Linked DNA regions of Mus musculus: region 1 is linked to region 2. A link is a contact called in public promoter capture Hi-C data. All regions are on one chromosome and are shown on one strand. Each heading gives the region's core, a stretch centred on a gene start, on an enhancer-like site or on the middle of the called end of the contact. The rest is flanking DNA. Distances are from core to core; before and after follow the strand shown. Region 1 overlaps 1700057G04Rik (RIKEN cDNA 1700057G04 gene). Region 2 overlaps Plscr5 (phospholipid scramblase family, member 5).

The links. Capture Hi-C pulls out chosen DNA fragments and counts their contacts.
Region 1: a contact with region 2 is called in a promoter capture Hi-C map of liver, with 1.9 times the contacts expected there. The contact joins two enhancer-like sites. A contact is called at or near these places in 1 of 39 promoter capture datasets (the C10 cell line), 1 of 15 datasets of contacts at CTCF or cohesin (CD8 T cells), 15 of 484 Hi-C or Micro-C datasets (the AML12 cell line, the G1E-ER4 cell line, the HPC-7 cell line and 10 more), 4 of 115 datasets of contacts at active chromatin or transcription factors (CD8 T cells, bone marrow-derived macrophages, hepatocytes and 1 more) and 2 of 9 other capture datasets (adipose tissue and liver).

The regions. Positions count from the first base shown.
Region 1 is chr9:92,351,162-92,354,325 of GRCm38.p6, forward strand. 1700057G04Rik (RIKEN cDNA 1700057G04 gene) reads left to right here. Exons shown (of 7, transcript NM_001033184.3): 5 at 1,374-1,535. Among named protein-coding and RNA genes, the nearest start is that of 1700057G04Rik, 43 kb to the left of the region's middle. Within about 2 kb of position 1,455, at least 21 of the 459 cell types and tissues checked have an H3K27ac peak or open chromatin away from gene starts, as enhancers often do. A contact at or near this core is called in liver, where this site is marked.
Region 2 is chr9:92,209,917-92,213,047 of GRCm38.p6, forward strand. It overlaps Plscr5 (phospholipid scramblase family, member 5), which reads left to right. Exons shown (of 8, transcript NM_001195693.2): 8 at 1-318. The region is part of intron 3 of Gm31588 (a long non-coding RNA gene); the gene reads right to left. Among named protein-coding and RNA genes, the nearest start is that of Gm31531, 3.2 kb to the left of the region's middle. Within about 2 kb of position 1,390, at least 2 of the 459 cell types and tissues checked have an H3K27ac peak or open chromatin away from gene starts, as enhancers often do. A contact at or near this core is called in liver, where this site is marked.

The sequences.
Region 1 (3,164 bases), core at 205-2,704, 140 kb after region 2:
CCAACACAGTTTTCAATATAAGTTTATCAAGAATTTCTGCTGAGTTATTGATATTTTGTAAAAAACAAAAATGATCCATGAGCCATGTTTTGGCCTTCATTCAACTGTGTAGAAAGGAATATAAACAACTAAGCTTATACTCTTGGGTAATCTCTCCTTTATGGATGAGTAACAGCTCAAACAACAGTTTATAATGTTCACAGGAAGGCCTTTTGGCCAAATCACTTGTCAAAAATGATCATGACTGGTGTGGCCCAAACTAATGGAGCCACATGCCTGAGGATGTTTTAAAATACTGTTCTAGAAACAGAATGCCTTAACAGAAGAGTTAGGAGAAGAATATATGTATTCATCTCATAATTTATCTGATGATTTAGACACTCCACTAAGGGGCAAGGAGAAAAATGCCACCCATATTTTTTATTTCATTTCTTTCAATAAACACAGGTAAGTTGTGTTATCTGTAATAAACATTCCTCAGATGGATCTGCCCTCAGCAAAAGTCCAACTGCCTGTTTCATATCACTTAGTGGCCTATTTATTGCAAATGTGTCTTTCAGAGCAGGTACTAGGACATAGAGACTTTATAGGGAAGGTAGCCTTTGCCTAGATTTCACTTGCCTAGGACATTGTCTGCCTGTGTACCCCAGTCATTCTGTAAGTAATGTCCATAAAGCCTGTCTCAAACAGAGAGAACATGAAAACAGATATTTGGGGTTTAACATTGTGCTTACACTACTTAGAGAGAGTAAGTTTATTTGTAAAGAATTCCTTTGTTCTCCATGCCCTTTAGGCTAGGTATAACCCTACAAGCATAGCAATATCTGAGGAGACTGTGTTTGTGTGTTCGATGAACAAAGTACTGCAGTTGAGTAGCAGTATAACATGGTCATGAAGCTTGACTCTCAGAAATGATCACATCTGAGTCTCCTAGTAAATAAATAGCAGGGCCATGAGTCTAGTGTCCAAAGTTCTTTTCTTATACAATATTAGAACTAATAGTTGAAAATGTGCCAGTGATCAGAGTTCTGTCCACAGAGATAAGCTACTGTTGATAAACAAGTTTAAGAAAGAAAAGTTTGTTAATAATTTAGACAGTCTTTACAGATAGAGATATTAATGAAACATGGAAGCTATCAAGAGTTCAATTTGCCCCTTCTATGCATTAGCTGGAGAATCTGATGCACATTACGTCACCTTTTGTTTTTTTCTTTTTTGGTATAGTTACCTCCATGAATTAAGAGAAGAAAAAGCATTGATTTAATTAAAGGGTGTTATAGATTGGAGCACTGGCTGTCATTCTAAGTAAATGAAGCCACAAATAGATAATATGTTGATAAACATGTTTACCAATGTCCTTTTTTCATATGTAGATAGAAATACAAGCTCCTCCTGGTGTGCCAGTGGGTTATGTTATTCAAACCTGGCACCCATGTCGGCCAAAGTTTACAGTTCAAAATGAGGAGAAACAGGATGTTCTAAAAATTATTGGTCCAATCTGCGTGTGCAACATTGGAGGAAGCATAGATTTTGAGGTAACAGATACAATCATGTCTATTAGATTTTCTTTCCTTATAAATAGAACATATTTTGTGCAAAGGTAAAGCTGTATTAGGTGGAGATTTATGTACAGATATTTTTTAAAAAAGAAATAACATGGTCAGAGAAATATTTTATGATCCAATACAAGGTCAGTGCTTACACTATTGAATGAGAAAAAGGTGTAGTCATCTTAAAAATAGCCACAGTTTCTCTATCGACTACTCTCATTGCTAAAATCAATATCTGACAAGAAGCATTAAAAGAAGAAGCAATTTTTTGGCTTACAGTTTAAGGGTATAATGCTCCTCAGGCACTGCACAGACCAACATGCAAACAGAACACCAATGTATGAGAAATAGGAATAAGTGGATCTTTTCTAAAAGAAAAAGAGGTATAGTGCTTATCCTCCAATCATGCGTCACAGTGATCTCCTGGTTATTCTTATACTGAATTAGTTCATTGGGAAACATGTTCCTATGTTTGCTTCCTGGAGGAATTTTTAAAGCCAAGAGAATTTTTGTCATTTAAACTTGTTGATTCTCTTCACAGAAAACGTGATAAAACTTAGACTGATATTTCCCCAGAGGGGCCAAAACCACTCTGAAGCAGAGGGCTATCCTTTCCTGATAAGCCTTCAGAATTCTGCCTCTGTTCTCATGACTTCCTGTCTCCATGCTTACTCTGTCCCAATGCCTGCTGCCCTCGGGAACCACATAGCTTTTCATTCCTCATTGTGGATGGCTTTGTGTTGCTTGCTCTCCAGGGAGAGGCTGTCTAGAATGAGGAATGAATCAGTACTCAGGAGGTTTCCTGTAAACCAATCCCCCAATGAATAAAGGAGCCAATCACTGGGCCAGTAGGCGGGACTTCCTGGTTGGACAGAGGAAGAGAAGTAGCAGGAGGTAAGATGTAGCTGCTAGAGTTTCCTGGTATCATGGCAGATCCACAAGGATTCGCCACTAAAGGAATCAGACTTCAATAAGGCTTACAAGATTAGGTTTTAAGTTATTGTGACCAGAGATCGAGTTACCATTGTTTCTGAACTAAGTTTGTGTTGCATTTTCCTTCACACAGCTGCTCATCTGAGTTTGCCAGATGTGCACCACAAAGGCCAGTGGGGAATTTGAAGCATAGGGCTGGCATGGTAGTGACCTGTCAGTGGGTGGAGAGATTTTGGAGCTCTGAGTCCGAGCATCTACATGATAAAAACCGGTCGGCCATTGCTCGCCAGTGCCCGGCCAGCCAGGTTGCCAGGGCAGAGGCACAAACGCAGGAACGTGCCAGTTGTATATCTTTTTAAATAATTCCCGCAACAATTCCTCTCGTAGAATCCAGTTACATGTACATAAAGCCTTGCCTCCATTGACTTACAAATCTAGTCACAGACATTGGCGATTCTAAGAAAATATAGGTAACAGAGAAAATGCAAGAGATCTTACAAGGCATGTATGTATAATGCTTGGAGCAAGTGGTTTGTGTGGGAGTGTATTAAATATGTACTAGAAAGACATTCTATACTAGTATGAGTTAAAATAGATCAAGTACATGGGAATGCATCTAGATGTGTGTAAATTTATTTCTATTTTCAGAAACAGTAACAGAACTTAAGCTGACCTACAGTT
Region 2 (3,131 bases), core at 140-2,639:
GTTTAATGAGACAATTACCTGGTTTTGAATGCATGGTAGCTAAATACGCAATTACTAGTGTGAGTCCAAGGTTACTGTGAGAGATTACCATTCTCTCTTTATTCTTTTGAAGTCACTGCAATGGGAAGCATGAAAGATGAGAGCTAAGGCTTGCAGCATCACTGATGGGAATTCAGTGTTTAGAGAACACTTTGAAGTGTTGCTGGTACTACGGGTGGTTGCTAATCAAAAGACTTGAATTTCTAAAATATCTTTTCAAATGTAGCTCCTTTTGACTTTCTTAATTTTATTTCTTCTTTTTAAATTCTCATGTATTCTTAACGAATTAAAGAATAAGCCTTATTTTATAACACACTTTTCATATTCTCTGAGAAACAATCTGACATTTCTGAGATGATTTTAAATTTTCTTGTTGTAGTAAATATATTTTACTTATATTGGGAAAGTTGGAGACTGGGTAAATAATATGTGTAAGGATCGGAGAAAAGATGGATACCTTCCATTTGTTCAAGTAGCAGAGGCACAGTTATATTCCATAAGGCAATTAACTAAAGCACCAAGCAGATTCATGCCAGAAATTTAAATAGCCATATAGATAGACGCTAAATTAGTGAGAGCAGTCTGCTCTACCAGGATTTTATCTGACTACTATGAAGTCTCTGCCAGTTAAGGGATCTGAGACATCAAAATGACAAATGGAAAACAAACGAAAGCAAAAGAGTCAGAACCTGAGTCCCTGAAGCAGTGCAGATGTAAGAACACACAGTAAATGGAAACACTTCAGAATTAATACCGTGCTGGCGAGCATCCCTGATTCCCACACCCCACTCTTCCATACGCCTCCAAAGCTCTGTAGTCAGGCCCCTCCTCCTGAACATTCCTAAACAGGGCTGAACTGGGGAATCAATGTTCATATACACAAACCTATGGAGGACATTCTCACCCAAACCACCACTTGAGTTCAAGGCCACACTGAGCTACAAAATCAAGTCCCATCTCAACCTCACCGCCACCCCCCAATGAAATTTCTTAATTGTACTGAAGCTAGTGTTCAGTAGCTAATCTTTAGTAATTTTATTAACGATATCCCACATTGTTTTGCTGATATTTATACTTTTGCAAAAATCAGTCTTTGTTTGATTAAATATGTTTAAAACTGGTTTTAATTGTTACCCACAGAAATGATAAGAAATCAACCAGATCTCTCCAAGAAGGGCTAGAGTTTTGTATTTCCAGACCCAGGAAGGAAAGTAATTCAGTATAAATAAACAGAGCTGTTCGTTTAAACATAGAGGAAAAGAGCTTAGCAAGAGATAAGAGCATTTACAAAATAGAATTCTTGCCAATTCAAAAAGGAAAGCACAAAGTCTGTGAGTCAAACATGCTTGGCAAGTCTGATAAACACAGGACGACTGTGGCTGGAGTATAATCATCAAGTGGAGGGACAATGCCAATAGGTTCTAACAGAGTATTCTTTATAACCCATAAAACCTTGAAACGAAAATCTAAAACCTTCCTATGATCCACCAGTGTTTCTCTATGAAGAAGTTCTAACTGGTGCACTGATACGTGCCGATAATCTTCGTACTAGGGAAACAGGAGAACCTGAAGTTTGGAGCAAATGTATGACAGAAAACTCAAGACAATCATCCAATCAGTACCATAATCATCAAAATAGATAGGGAGATGCAATCACATTGTCGAAGGTAGTGGTATAGTGAACACAGTACTCCCACAGTACTCCCTTAGCACATGCAAGGATCTGGATTATGATCACTAGCACGAAGATTGAAAATAAAGTTAAATAGAGTAATGAGAATATTTGCTAGACAATCTGAAAAGCTGGGTGACAGCTGCAACCACATATCAAGAGCTCACTAGAATTCTGACTCCCTTGAGCCTCGGTACACATGGAGATTTTTATATTGGTAACTTTTACTACCCAATTAACAAACTTTGAATGTTTTCATAATCTGAACGAATTACTACTTTTATATACTTAATGTGCATTGGCATTTTTCCTATATGCATATTGTGTACCGCTTGAGTGCCTGGTTCCCATGAAGGTCAGAAGAGACCATCAGATGCCCTGGAATTGGAGCTATGTACTGTTGTGAGTTGCCATGTGAGTGCTTGGACTTGAATTCAGTCAGGTCTTGAGGAAGAGCAGCTAGTGGAGACGTCTCTCCCATCCATCAACATTTCTATTCTCAAAAGTCCTGACATTGTGTTTCTGTTAAAATTAGAGAGGATTGAATTATTGTTTATAATATTTTGACTTTGCAAGTTACATGTTTTCTTTTTTTCTTTCCATAAAATTTAATTTTTGTTTTGTTTTGTGAGTCTTTCTTTTGTTTTATTTTTTTATTTGTTTGTTTGTTTTTAGGGATCCATGGGGAAGGACAAAGGCCAACTTTGGGATGTTTCTTATGAGCTGTCCAGTTTGTTTGTTTGATGCAGGGTCTCTCACTGGCCTGGAGCACATAAATTAGAATAAGCTTGTGGTCCAGGATGCTCTAAGTACCCAACTCTCTCTGCTTCATCAGCAACGGCACTTCAATTGCCTTCCACTCTGCACAACTTTTAGTCTTTTTATTTGTTTGTTTGTTTATATGGAGTGCTAGGAATTGGACTCAGGTCTTCATGTTTGCACAGCAGCTCAAAATTGTCAGCCCCTAAAATTTTATTTTTATCTTTTTTTATTACATCTGAAATTTTTATTAAATTTCTATTTTTAGAATTTTGTACATTGATGACTCTCCAGGACTATCCTCACTTGCCCCCCTATTCATCTCATCCCCTTCCCACAGCCCCTTTGCCATATTCACGTGGTTGTTGTTTGGTTTGAGGCATGATGTGTTGATGACCAGGATCCTCTTTACAACTGTTTGGAGCTTTGCATTAGAGCCTGTAGTGGTTACCTGTAGTTATACAACTAATGGCAGTTACTCTCCATTTCCCAGAATGCATCAGTGAACACTAGTTCAGTAGAGTGAGCGGAGACCCTGAGGGCCTCCGCTCACTCATGATTGACTGTTGTCAGCTCCATATTTGTGCAGATAGAATATAAACAAGCACAGATTGAGTTCAGTATTCAAATGGCTCTATCACCCTGTACTTTCTAGTCCTTC